Linked DNA regions of Mus musculus: regions 2 and 3 are each linked to region 1. The links are chromatin contacts, called in public promoter capture Hi-C maps. All regions are on one chromosome and are shown on one strand. The core of a region is the stretch at or near the end of the contact, and the rest is flanking DNA. Distances in the headings are between cores, read along the strand shown.

Region 1 (4,454 bases), core at 1,004-3,503:
AAGAAAACTCCATTTCACATCAAAGTCTCGAGATTCTTAATTCACAACTACTGAAAGGATCTGGGAAGATCCTGCACATCAAGAGAACCTTGGTACAGAGGTTAAGGGGTTTTGGGGAGAAAAAATAAAAGATCTTTGATAGATGTGGGGGGCGGGGAAACAAACACCGGATCTCACTTCAGTATCTGGAGGGTTGGCTACCAAATGGTCCGCAGCAACCATAGCCTGAAGGAAACATGAACCGTTCATCTCTGGCACCTTCAGACAGGTTCAACAAGCCTGGCCCTTTTCAAAAACTATCCTCAGGCTTGATGTATTCATGGATGGATAGATAGATAGATAGATAGATAGATAGATAGATAGATAGACAGACAGATAGATTTCGCTACCACAATAAGTGTCCAGATATAGACTTACATTTTATATACCAGAAACTGCATACCCCGTCACTGAGCAAGCGCTCTTGGATACCCAGCCCTTTCTAATGATTTTCAAAACATTAATAAGTAAAGTAGCCTGCAATGCAGATAAGATGCTAGAAACAAGACCTTAAGGAAAGTGGGTGAGGCAAGTAGTCCTTCATTGTTACCTGGTGCCTCTAGGGGGAAAGACGGTCATAGGAAGACTTTCTGCCGGCAGGTAAGATCCAGGCAAGGTGGCTCCAGGTGGCTTTCACAGTCGTACTGGGGTCTAGCTCATCACTTCGCTGCCCTTTGCCATAGCTCAGCACCCGCATCCTAGGGAGTCAGAGAGGTGGCTCCTGCCCCTGCCTTCGCTGCTCGCAGGTCGCGCTGGGTGGGGAATCAGCGCAAATCGCCCAAACCGGTGGCTCCGCGCCCGGGGAGCGGGCAGAAGCAGGGCGGCCGCGCACACACAGAGACACGCTCACACACACTCACACATTCTCAGCCGGGCGCGCGCGCACTCACACTTGCACAAGCACTCCCAGAACCGCACCGGGAGGGAGAAACAGTTCTGGTCCTTCTCAAGATCCGGTCCGGAAGCCCACCAGCCTACCGGCAAAAAGAGCAGTCGCGTTCTCACATAGCCCTTTGATCACGTTTCCTTCAAGTTCTCCTGCAGCCAAATCCTTGGAATTCAAAAGCTGGTGACATTTCGCTGGGCAGAAAGGGAGTCCTGGAAGGGCTGTGGAAGCGTCGGGGATTCGTTAAGCAGTTTGAAAAGCAATCCTCATTACCTTGTTTGTACAGTAAACCAGCTCGGAGTGCTGAAGTTTGGGCTTCAAATGTTGTGGACAGACACATTCATATTCTTCGGACCAAAACAGGAAAGTCAAGATGCAGGGAATTAATACAGCTGCAAGTCCCTCTCTTGACCTTGCGATGTACCTGGAAGCTCGTTAATACAGCCACTTTCCAAGCCTCTGGATTAAGTGATCCTTACACCTGGGTTCACAGCCCATCAGCCTCCCAGAATCCAGCCTGGAAAACCGGTCTGGGTGTCCTCCATGCTCTGCGAGAACCTGGGCACGGAGGGGCATCTCTGAGTTAACACGTTTGCTTCTGGGCAGTTGGAAAAAAGACTGTCAAATGCATCTGATAGGCGCGCGCACATACACAGGCGCACAAACACACGCATACACACACGCAGCTAGCTGAAAAGAGGCTTACAAAACACTAGAGGAACACCAAGATGACTTGAAAAGGTGGAAAACCTCCAGATTAGTGCCGGGAAAACTGAAGGGCCAGCCGGGAGATTCCAAAAGTCTTCTCAGGTCTTTCAATATTCACATTTCTACGCCTCTCTCTTTCTATTTCTCCTTTCCAGAATGTTTCCTGGATCTGCCCCACCCCCGTCGAGTTGCGCCTTTTTTTTTTCCCCTAAGATAACCGACCACACAACATGAATTACATGGGTGCGTTGTGCCCACAGCTCCACAAAGTCCAGAATCCTAAGGACCAGCTAGCTAAGAAGCCATTCACATCTCACATCTTCAAGGGAAGAAGAAAAGCTCGCAGGCGAACACACACACACACACACACACACACACACACACACACACACACACACACACACACACACACAGCTCCGGCTGCTCTGCACGGGCTCACCACCTCCCTGCGCCGCTGCACACAGCGCGGTGGGCGCCCCTCCCGCTGGCTGAGGCCCTGGGACGAGTCCTCAGCTCAGGCTCAAGGCGGGAAGCTGCAGTCCGGGCAGGCAGCCGCCGCCCCGGCAGGCCTGGGAGAGCCGCTCCCCAGCGTGGTGCGAGCAGGCAACGCCGGCCCAGAGGAGCTGCGCTCCGCGCTGCAGCATGGAGGCGGCGGCGGCGGCGGCGGCGGCGGGCGCGCGGCCGAGAGCCGGTCCCTAGCTGCAGTGACGAGAACGGCCGCACCTCCCAGAACCCTAGAAACAGGAGACACCCCAAGCAGTAGCAGCTGTGCTCTCGGCCTTTGAGACTTCGGGCTGGATGTGTTCAGAGAACCGATTTTCCGCGGGCGCAAGGAGAGGGTTAGCGCCGTGCCTACAAATCCCTAAGCAGAGGAGGCGCGGGGGCGTTGCAGGAAGGGGGGAGGGGAAGCGGTGGAAAACCTGAAGGGAGAAAGCTAACTTCTGGGGCATCCCTCTGTTGGAAATGAACTGCCTGATCTAGTCGCCCACTGACCTGTGAATAAGGGAATAATGATTTAAATTTAAAAAAAAATAATAAAAATTAAAAAAAAAAAAAAGGTGTCACCCAGCCAGGCTGTGTCATTAGGCACTGTGACAAGTGATTAGCTCCAACCTGGCGGAAAAAATCCCAGCCTAAGAGCTTCTCGCTGAAACTCCCAGGCACTGAAGGCCGACTTCCAGTGTTCCCTAGTCTGTGTGTGAGTGTGTGTGTGTGTGTGTGTGTGGGGGGGGGTTGCTTATGAATCAGATGGAAGCGGATTCCAAAATGAACATTTACTTTGCAGAATCTGCCCAGTAGGTACCAGGCATGAAGAAGTGATGAAGCTAACCACATTTTAGTGCACAGAGCTTTATGGGACCTGAGTAGTCCTCAGAAAGGCCTGGCCACCGAGGTCACCTGCACTGGGGGAAGGATGTGGAGCCAGAGAGAGGTGTGGTACAGAGGAAAGGAAAAAAAAAAAAAAAAAAAAAAAAAAAAAAAGAGCCTCTTGGGGAAACATTGGGTAGGGCCCTCCCTGGCTTTACTCTTGGAATCCTGCCAAGATTCCCAGGTTCTCAGTTAATCCCCAGTCTCAGACCCCAGCCAAGCTCACAGAAACCCCCTAAAGACAGTATGTGGAGTGGTTTGAAGCTAGTCCTTTCAGGATAGAGTTGATGAGCACTTGATTTTTGGTTTCTGTGCCTCCCTCTAAGTTCAAACACCAACCTGAACCAAACCTGCATGGAAGAATTGAGGGGGGGTGGGTAGGGGGATACTGGCTATCAAGGAGCACTTCCTTGCCTATTTGCACCATACTGTTCCTCCCAGAATAGGATGCTCTGGAATTTTGCTCCCAGTAGACCCTGAGGCTTTACCCTTGCCTTGCGAATTCACATGGGCGTGCATATTCAGGCACACCCACGGGCCCTATCCAAGTGCGCGCACAGGCACCCACGCGTAATCAAGACCCACACAGCTGCCTTTTGAGAGATGAACTCAGCCTGGAGTACTTTAAGTGGTAACTGCTCCAGTTTTCTCTTCCCTTCTCTGGGCTCCTCTCTTTGCTTCCGACCAGGTTCCACTCCTGTTTATCCCTGGGTGGTTCGCCCCTGGATTTAGCAATGCGATCTACTTGCTGGTTATTTGATTCCGGAGGAGCATTGGCTGGGGCTGCGATTCCCGCCGCGCAGTCTCCAAGCATTTCCGCCACATCGCCGGGGCTCCAGGTTCCAGTGCAAGTCTTCAGCGGTAGATTGCAGAACTGAAAACGAGTTTGAGCATCCAAGCATCTCTCTTAACAGCCAGGTGCTGACCAGTAAGATTCCATACAAATCTGCAAAAGGACTCTGGAGGACAAATACTTCAGCAGACACCATGAAGTCCTGGAGAGTCTCCACAAAAACCGTGAGTGTTTCTCCCGTGTATAGTCAAGGAAGTGGATAACCCAGTATTCCAAGAAATCCCAAGGTAGAGCCTTCACCTCAAGGAGGAGGCCACGTCTGAAGGCACAGAAGAGAAAGTGCTGCTTTCTGGCTTCCCTTTAAACTTGGAAGCTTTGTGGACTTGAGGGCAAGTGATGAAATCGCCCCAGCTTGGACTCCAGGAAGATCCAAATGAGCACTTCCAAGTAGGATGTGGAGGGTGACTTCTTTTGCCTTCAGGACTGTCCCACTTGCTGTCCCGCTTAGCTGAAAGAACTAAGTCTCCTAAATAAGTATTTGTGGTTCACCAAAGTGAACAAAGTATATATCCAAATATTGATTCAGAATCCAAAAGACCTCTGCCTCTCTGGATTGAATAACTTTCCTTCTTTTTCCTCTTTCCTTTACATTTTATACCC
Region 2 (4,280 bases), core at 1,728-4,227, 2.1 Mb after region 1:
CAACAGTGTCAACTAAACTGGACTCCTGGGAGCTCTCAGAGACTGAGCCACCAACTAAAAGCATACACGGGCTGGTCCGAAGCTCCGGGTACTTATGTAGCAAAGGGTTGCATTGTCTGACCTCGGTAGAAGAGGATGCACCTAAACCTGCAGAGACTTGATGCACCAAGGTTGGGGGATGGAGGGATGCAGGGGGACTTCCCTCTCAGAGGTGAAGGGAAGGGGATGGGGGAGGAACTTTGTGAGGAAGGACCAGGAGGGTGGTAGCATTTGGGATGTAGATTAGATTAGATTAGATTAGATTAGATTAGATTAATAGATAGATAGATAGATAGATAGATAGATAGATAGATAGATACATAGATACATAGATACATAGATAGATACATAGATAGATACATAGATAGATACATAGATAGATACATAGATAGATACATAGATAGATACATAGATAGATACATAGATAGATACATAGATAGATAGATACATAGATTCATAGATTAAATAAATGAATAAAGGAGAACATTTGGGCCACAGTTTGTAGCAATACACTAAGTGCATCATGGCAGAAATGGCTTGAAAACAGGACCATGATGTGACTGATCATATTTGTGTCCACAGTCAAAAAGCAGAGAAAGATCAATAATACTCAGCTGTGTTTCTCATTTTTCTCCTTTGTATTTAGTCTGGGATCTCAGTCCATGGGCATCTCCCTGCTCACATTTATACCAGATCTCATCTCAGGTAAACTTCTCCAGAAACGTCTTCACAGATACGCCCAGAAGTGTGCCTCCTAGGTGATTCCAAATAGATCCAAGCTTACTATGTGGTGGAGACTGACCACCACAGATATACACCTATGTGCGATTACTGTAAATGCACCAACTGTAATCTTCACATACACACTAAAATATAGGTGGCAATTTTCTTTCTTCATAAGAAAAATTCATTCATGAGGTATACATTTTTAACTAAGGCCCAGTTATGCCTATGTTAAAGGTTCGTCAATAGCTGAAAAAATAATAACCTGGAACAGACCACAGCAATGATGTGTCTCTGAACGCCATCATTTTTAACAGAGACTAATAACAGCCTGTTTCTAAATTTCTCTTTAGGATACTTACTAAGATATGCAGCACATGGCCAAACACAGAGAACCCGTGTTCCAATCTTTCCCCTAACTCCTCCATGAGGTTCCCAACCTCCATTCCATGTTTGTCTGTGAGCATCTGCATCTGTCCCAGTCAGCTGCTAGTAGAGCCTCTCAGAGGACAGCCATGCTAGGTTCCTGTCTGCAAGCACAGCATAGCATCAGTAGTAGTGCCAGAGATTGGTACCTGCCCATGGGATAGGTCTCAAAATGGGCCAGTCACTGGTTAGCCATTCCTTCCCTCTCTATTCCATCAATTCAGAAGGTTGCTTATACCAGCAATTGCAGATACATTCTTTAGAGAGCATTTGAACATGGTGTTGGTGTTGCCCACTGACTCACTCAGGACCCAGAAAAATGCACTGGGGGCATCTCCTTCCTCTCGATGCCCCGTACGTTAATTAATAAAGACTCAAAATAACTACTGAATTCCTGCTACATGCACAGTATAGTGCAAGAAAAGGGGGTACATAAAAGAGTTTGGAGACATTTGCTACTGAAAACAAAATTTACAAAGTTAGAACCTAATATTTATCACTTGCCTCTGATTGCAAATGACAAGTTCTAAAAGAGAAACTATTTTAACATTTATTTTAGTAGTTACAATATATACACATTGTCAAATTTATAATTAATGTCATTAAAAATCCTTGAATTGTACATGAATTGTACCAGATTTTATCAACTTTGCTAATTGCACTTCATCATATAGTGATTTTTAAATTTTTCTATGATTCTACAAATCTTAACTTCCCAATAATGCTTAAGACATAGCTGCGTTTTAGTTCTAAGAAACAGTCAAAGACATATCTTTACAAAAGTATGGGTTATGTAGAATGATAAGGTCCTTTTTTTTAAGGTTTAATAAGCAAAATTTTCTCTGGTGATTCCAGAGAAAGGTACATTGTCCAAATTTCTTATTTTGCAAGTTGAAAAGAAGAACACAGGCTCAGCATGTCCCAGTACAACAGTAAAACTGTACACTGAATAAAGGGGACAGTAAGGTTCCCCTTAGAAAAAGGAAGTTTTTATGTGCTCTGACTGCTCTTGCTATGTTTCTACCACTTAAAAAATGAAGGTTCTGTCTCTCATGGCGAAATCAAACCTGACCCAGAAACCACCCAAATTTTTCCTCAGCCAGAGATGCATGTGTGTTGTATGCTTCAAATATATGCCCTGCAACTTAAAGTCTGAGATAGAAATGGTAATTATAGAGCCAATACGATCTGGCAAGTGATTCAAGAAGAAATGAGAAACTGAGGGTTGGGCATCCTAGAGAATAGCTTGAAAAAGAAGTATTGTAATAGAAACTTAGAACCTATGCAGGAGAGAAATGGGATGGGAAAAAACAGTACTCTGAAGGCTCCTGACAAACACATTGCCCAGGTATTCTCTACATGAAACTTGGTGAACATGTTCACACGTTCACGTGGTTTAAAAAAAAAAAAAAAAAGGAAGAAAGAAAATCTCCAAAATTGTCACCACAAACAAGATTCACTACTACACGTATCAGAATCTGTGAGAAAGAAGAGAAATGATTGTTCGTGCAAAAAAAGCATCAAGACAAGCTTATCTTCCAAGTTATCGATGGAATCCATTCAAAATCAGGTGATCGTCATTATAAAATTACCGAATATAAAATTAATAAGAAAACCGACATAGTACCTTCTTCATAAGTATACATGTAAGGTTTATAGTCACATCCTTAGTAAATAAAAGATTCAAAACCAAATCTTAGTATATATGAACTTGTTTAACCTGGTAGAGTTCTCAAATAAGATTTAAAAAATAGCAGTAACTGGGAAGGAGCCACTCCCTGAGAAATGAGGTTATGAGAATGAAAAGGCAACAGCGCCACCTACTGTCTGATTCTGTAGTTACTCTACACCTTCTCTCGCCCTTTAATTTTTATTTTTAATCTAATTATTATTGGCATCCATGGTATGAGAACTGCTTTGCTGGCCAGACACTGTACTCTGTTGCTTTGCTCTAAGAGAATAATCTGTATCAAACTATTTTAATACATGACAAGTGTTCCAGACTTTATATACTTTAAATGATCTGATCAGACTTCACCAAAATAAAGACTACATTTTAAAATGTTATTTTCTGTTTTTCCTACGTACTAAAAATGACCACTAACAAGCCTATAGGAAGGCCTAAAATGTATATAAAAGCTAAAAGTATGTACATCCAACAACATGTTTAAATCATAATAAACAAAATAAAGTGACACTGTAATTGTAAAAACAAGTACTACTGCCGGTATATGTAAATTTCCATTGTTGCTAACTTTTTGTTGTGACTCTGATTCTATCAAGTTTTCCATCTAGTTAAATAACAATATAATTTTCATGAAAAAAATGCTACATATGCACTATTATCACATTCACTGTTTTGCTGCTTCGGTGATTTTATTCATACTAGGAACATTTCTTTGTTAGCTTGTTTTTTGTTTGTTTCTTTGTTTGTTTGTTTGCATTACTAAACATTGAATCTGGGGATCTTTGTATGTGCAACAAGAGTTCTACCACTGAACTACAACTCCAGGCCTGAGCAAAAATATCTCTCTCTCTCTCTCTTTCTCTCTCTCTCTCTCTCTCTCTCTCTCTCTCTCACACACACACACACACACACACACACACACACGCGCGCGCGCGCGCACACATGGACACGCACATGCACACACACACACAATGATTTGACATTTAGCTCATGGAAATGCACAAAAAGTGCAATGAGGCCACCGTATCATAATAGCATTTATACTTCTCCATGGAAGAACAGAAATCTACAACACTGGTTCCAAAATATCTTAGCTTGCTTCCAGTACCACCAGTAGCACCAGTAGCAACCTCACAAACAAGGAGGACAGGCAACAGCCACCATATCACTTCCCAGTCCATTCTAGCATTCCATCTCATGATGTGTGAGACCCTATCAGCCAGAGTCATAACCTTAGCTAATGACATAGTCACATAAATCCCTTGTTTTACAATTCTAATTTTCATCCTAGAAGAATATGACATTGCACCACTAATGCTCACTAGCTCCTTGAAAGGGTGTAGGCTGATCAGGTAAATTTCCTTTGTTAGCTGCAAAAGAAAGGAGAAAGGTCTTGACACTCGGA
Region 3 (4,788 bases), core at 571-3,070, 2.3 Mb after region 1:
AGTCTTAATTCCCTGATTTACTGTTACCACTTAATGTTCATTGAATGCTTATAAAACGGTAATTACATAGAATTTTACAGACAAGGGTTCAAAGAAATGACCTACCTGGAATACATTTTTTATTCAAAGTACCAACTGAGCTGATGTAAATTTAGAGGTAAAAGAATACTATTATTGAGCCGGGCGTGGTGGCACATGCCTTTAATCCCAGTACTCGGGAAGCAGACGCAGGCGGATTTCCAAGTTCGAGGCCAGCCTGGTCTACAAAGTGAGTTCCAGGACAGCCAGAGCTATACAGAGAAACCCTGTCTCAAAAAACAAAAAACAAAAACCAAAAACAAAAACAAAAAAATACTATTATTGGTAGTTTACTAGGTTCGTGACACCAAACTGTATAAAAGAAATGTGACAGAAGGTCTGCTGTTACATCACAGAGCTAAAGATATCTAGACTAGCTAGTTTCTTAGTGTGGTTTGAAGCAGCAGACATAAAATTTCTTAACCACGCCGGGCGTGGTGGCACACGCCTTTAATCCCAGCACTCGGGAGGCAGAGGCAGGCAGATTTCTGAGTTCGAGGCCAGCCTGGTCTACAAAGTGAGTTCCAGGACAGCCAGGGCTACACAGAGAAACTGTCTCGAAAAACGAAAAGAAAAAAAAAATCTCTTAACCCTTTAGATATCGCTGCTTCCTACAATTTGACTGAGATACTTCGCATGCTGAGAACGTGAAGGGCTGTTTTTAAAATCCCTTTCTTTGGGGGCACCAAACTAAAGAAAAGCTCTCCTCTCCAACTTATTTGTAGGAGTATCAGAGACTATCAAAATAGCTACTTTATTTCATCCATGTTACTTTTGTATACAGGGGTGTGTTGTTACAGAAGTACAGTGGTACACTGAAGAGGTATCCACAGCTCTCTTCACAAACACTTCAATGACTTTAAGAAACTGAAAATTAAAACCTGTCTTAACTTCCTAATTTGATGTTACCACTAAGTGATCGTTAGCTATTAATAAAACATACTAATTATACAGAACTTTTGCAGACAAGGGTTCAGAGAGCATTTAAGTCTGGGTACCAGCCCTCAAGATGAAAATCGTTAGCCATTTTTTTCCTGCCCCTCTAAAGACGAAAGGTGGCGCTGCCGTCACTGGTTCAGCAATGGGGCGTGTGCGGCCTCCGCACGTCGGAAGAGGAAGGTCCGCGTGCCGCCACGATCCGCCTTTCCTGGGAAGCCGATTTTGTCCTGCTCTGAACAAGATGTAAAAAGAAGCCGGCGTGCGAGCCCTCGGGCGCCGCGACCTCAGCCCAGCGAATGAGAAAGCGTCGGGACTTAGCGCAGCACGCCGGGGTTCCGCCTCGAGCACGCTGCAAGGGCCAGACCTACCCGGCGAGGGACGCCCAGAGTGGCCCCGCCCCCACGCCTCTAGCCCCGCCCCGGGTCGCTGACGTCAACGGTCACGTGCCGCGCGATCCAGGCAACCAGGAGCTCCCCCGGTTCCGGAAGTCTCGCAAAGCCGCGCCAGGCTCCGCCCGTCGCCGTGACGTCACTCTCAGTCCCTACCACTACCGAGCCTCCGCGTCCGGGTACCGGGAGAACCACGGTTTCCTCGGAAGCAGCGCGGTCGCCTCCGCATCCCTGGTCCGTTCGAGAGAGGATTTCGAGGTCGTTGCCCGGGCCGGCCGGGGAGCACTTGCTTGCGGTACGGAAAGTCAGCGGCGTGCAGGCCTCCCCGCGCCAGCTTTTCCCCCCTCTCAGCCGGTCCGAGTGCACTTGGTTCCGCCGAGGCGCACGACGGTTCCGCCCCCTTCTTCCTTGTCATTGATGTTGTTGTTCTTGTCAGTGCCGCAACCCCGACCGCCGGGAGCGCGAACCCGAGCCGGGGCCGCCCGGTTGGTGCGGTGGCGGCGGCGGCAGCGGCTGCGGCTGCTGCAGCTGCGCCGGCTGCGGGGGCTGCTGCGAGGACTGCGCAGGCGGCCGGGGACGGGCGGCCGGCGGCCGAGCCGGATGGCTCTGTGCGGGCAGGCGGCCGGCGCCGCGTCGCTGCCCAGCGAGCTCATCGTGCACATCTTCTCCTTTCTGCCGGCGCCCGACCGGCTGCGGGCCTCGGCCTCCTGCTCGCACTGGCGGGAGTGCCTCTTCTACCCAGCGCTGTGGCCCCAGCTCCGCATCTGCCTCCGCGTCTCGCCCGCGGAGCAGCCGCGGCTAGAGTTCCTCATGCGCAAGTGCGGCTGGTTCGTGCGGGAGCTGCGGGTTGAGTTCGCCGCGGAGAATTATCTGAGCGGAGGCGGCGGCCCGGGCGACGGCGGTAGCGGCGGCGGCACCGACACGGGCACCGGAGGGGAAGACGGGGAGGCCCTGCAGCTCTCCTCCCGCTGGCTGGAAGTACTGCGCATCTACTTGGAGCTGGTGTTGTGCGTGCTGCTCAGCATCCGGAACAACAGGTAGGCTTGCGTGGGGACCGAGAGGGTCTGGCCTTCCGCTGGCCTTGGGAAAGATCCCGTGGGGTGTGCCGGCCGGCCTCAGGATGGCCTTGTGTAGGTGCAGCTATCCGTTCCTGACCAGACTATTTCCGGAGACAGAAGAGGTGATAACGGGACTCCTGGAGCGTCTCAGGCATGCTTTCATTCATCCGTTCTTGTCCATGGGCTAGAGCTGCTGGGCAATGCCATTATCTTATGCGTGGGAAAGTTGTGAGTTAAGGGTGAGGCCTGTACAAAAAAATAAGGTGGTTTTCTGATTCTGAATTTGACCATTGGTGATGGGTAATTAATTCATAGTGACGAGGTGAGTAAGTTTCCTTGCTGATGTCCATGATTACAAGAATTAACCTATAAGAATTCTTTAACAGTCCTTTTCTTACCTGAAATAGTTTTACTAGCCTGGGCCATGTCCAAAGACTGGGAGGAGTGCTAGTTAAAATCATTAGGGGAGGAAAATTGTCAGACTTGAAGCCGCATCCCATACACCATCAGGCTGGACTTACTCCCAGTGATTCACACAAAAGTAACGCTACCTAACTTGGGGTGGGATAAAGGAGCTGGGCATACTGTGGGGGTTAAGTATGAGACTCATTGTGCATCAGGACTTTAGTGTAATTCCACCTAGAGCTCATGGCCCATATTCGGACTCCAGCACAGAGTCCCTATGAAAGTCTAGTGCCTGCCAAACCATATTTATATTTTCTTTATCTGGATATTCATTCCAAACTTACAATGTCACTCTTAATTTGGAAGAAAAATAATTGCAGCAGTTTACAAATAATTATTAGTGATTGGACATTCCAACACTGCTAGGGTCAGGGCAGAAAATATTGTACTGTAGAGAGCAGAACTGGGTGCTTACTAGGTCAAGTGATGTACATGCTGTTGTGTGGCAGTTTTCCTCTAAGCAGTGTCCTTCCTTCCACAATCTATATCCCACCATCTTTATGTTAAATAGAGTTGAGAATAGATTGTGATTAATACTAAGTCATATGTGTCATACATATTTTCGTGATCTATAATTAAATCAAGAGTTTAAGCAGGGTGGTGGCAGCACACGCCTTTAAAGCTAGAGCTTGGGAGGCAAAGGCAGGAGGATCTCTGCCTTTGAGGACAACCTGGACTACAGAGTGAGTTCCAGGAAAGCCAGGGTTTCACAGAGAAACCCTGCTTCAAATAGGTTAAACTGTAAGTATTCTAGCCTCATTGTGTATGGAAGCCAGGCATGATACAGATCTGGAATCCCGGGACCTGGGAGCTAGAGGCAGGGAGCTTAAGTGAGTTCAAGGTCATCATCTTGTGCAGAGCAAGTTCAAGGCCAGCATGTGCTTTGTGAACTCCTGCCTCAAGAAACAAAACAAGACCTGGTGTGGTGGTGCACGTCTTTAATCCCAGAACTTGGGAGGCAGAGGCAGGTGAATTTCTGAGTTCGAGGCCAGCCTGGTCTACAGAGTTAGTGAGTTCTAGGACAGCCAGGGCCACACAGAGAAACCCTGTCTTAAAAAATCAAAAAAAAAGAAAAAAAATTATTTATGGGAACAAGGCTCCATTTTTTCCAGTGCCCTGTTTCCTAAGCTTTCACGTGAACCCATTCCACTTCCTTGCTTTGATTTTATCTGTTAAGATAACCAAAGCTAAAATTTTTCTTAATCAGGTTCGGGGCTTTCTCAAAGTTGAGCATAGCTAGAGACCAGCTGATTTGTTCTGTAATCAACCAGCCCTGAAAAAAAAAAAAAAAAAAAGTCGGGAGGGAGGGCATAGTGCCTTTGATTCAAGTAAGAACTTCTCAGTGCCTAGTTCTTTTTGGTATTTTAATCATCTATGGATGGATCTATAGCATATATACACAACAGTACTGTACCACATTTTGTCTTTAATTCTTTTTCTTTCATCCTTACCATTTAAGTTTCTATCCTAATGTAACTTGTTTGTGAAACCCTGTGTGTCTGCCCTTCTGAGTCTGCTTTCACTTCTGCTCACAGCTGTTGGTTGTCCACGAGAGAGTACACTGTGGTGCCTAGTAGCGTGTTCACTATGGACATTCGTATTTGTACTGATGTTGTCTCTTTTTAAATTAAATCATATTGGACTGGGGTGTGGCTTAGTTGATAGGTGCTTTTAACTATTAGTGACACTTGTGACTCTGTGATTAAAAACTACAACCCTAAAACAGTGTATTAACAATGTCACTTAGAAGTTTTTTTGTTGTTTTTCTAGTGTTGAAGTACAAGTGTGTTCAACCACTGCCAGTTTAAGTGCTGCTGGGAACTGAACCGAGTGCTTCCTGTACGCCAAAAACTTAATAA

What was found. Promoter capture Hi-C pulls out the DNA fragments that hold promoters and counts their contacts.
Region 2: a promoter capture Hi-C map of hippocampal neurons shows a contact between it and region 1, with 27 times the contacts expected there. The contact joins the enhancer-like site here to the promoter of Lrfn5 in region 1. A contact is called at or near these places in 8 of 39 promoter capture datasets (the 3T3-L1 cell line, cranial neural crest, embryonic stem cells and 5 more), 5 of 484 Hi-C or Micro-C datasets (cerebral cortex, cortical neurons, forebrain and 1 more) and 7 of 115 datasets of contacts at active chromatin or transcription factors (SST interneurons, VIP interneurons, embryonic forebrain and 4 more).
Region 3: a contact with region 1 is called in a promoter capture Hi-C map of hippocampal neurons, with 8 times the contacts expected there. The contact joins the promoter of Fbxo33 here to the promoter of Lrfn5 in region 1. A contact is called at or near these places in 3 of 39 promoter capture datasets (cranial neural crest, embryonic stem cells and hippocampal neurons), 1 of 484 Hi-C or Micro-C datasets (cerebral cortex) and 2 of 115 datasets of contacts at active chromatin or transcription factors (astrocytes and stem cell-derived neural progenitor cells).

What each region holds. Positions count from the first base shown.
Region 1 is chr12:61,520,966-61,525,419 of GRCm38.p6, reverse strand. Lrfn5 (leucine rich repeat and fibronectin type III domain containing 5) reads right to left here and starts at 2,253. Exons shown (of 6, transcript NM_001310586.1): 1 at 590-2,253. It overlaps Gm20063 (predicted gene, 20063), which reads left to right and starts at 3,600. Exons shown (of 3, transcript NR_045049.1): 1 at 3,600-4,454.
Region 2 is chr12:59,381,723-59,386,002 of GRCm38.p6, reverse strand. No RefSeq gene overlaps it. Among named protein-coding and RNA genes, the nearest start is that of Gm51997, 110 kb to the left of the region's middle. Within about 2 kb of position 2,977, at least 4 of the 459 cell types and tissues checked have an H3K27ac peak or open chromatin away from gene starts, as enhancers often do. A contact at or near this core is called in cortical neurons, forebrain and hippocampal neurons, where this site is marked.
Region 3 is chr12:59,216,515-59,221,302 of GRCm38.p6, reverse strand. Fbxo33 (F-box protein 33) reads left to right here and starts at 1,820. Exons shown (of 4, transcript NM_001033156.4): 1 at 1,820-2,443. The coding sequence starts at 1,824.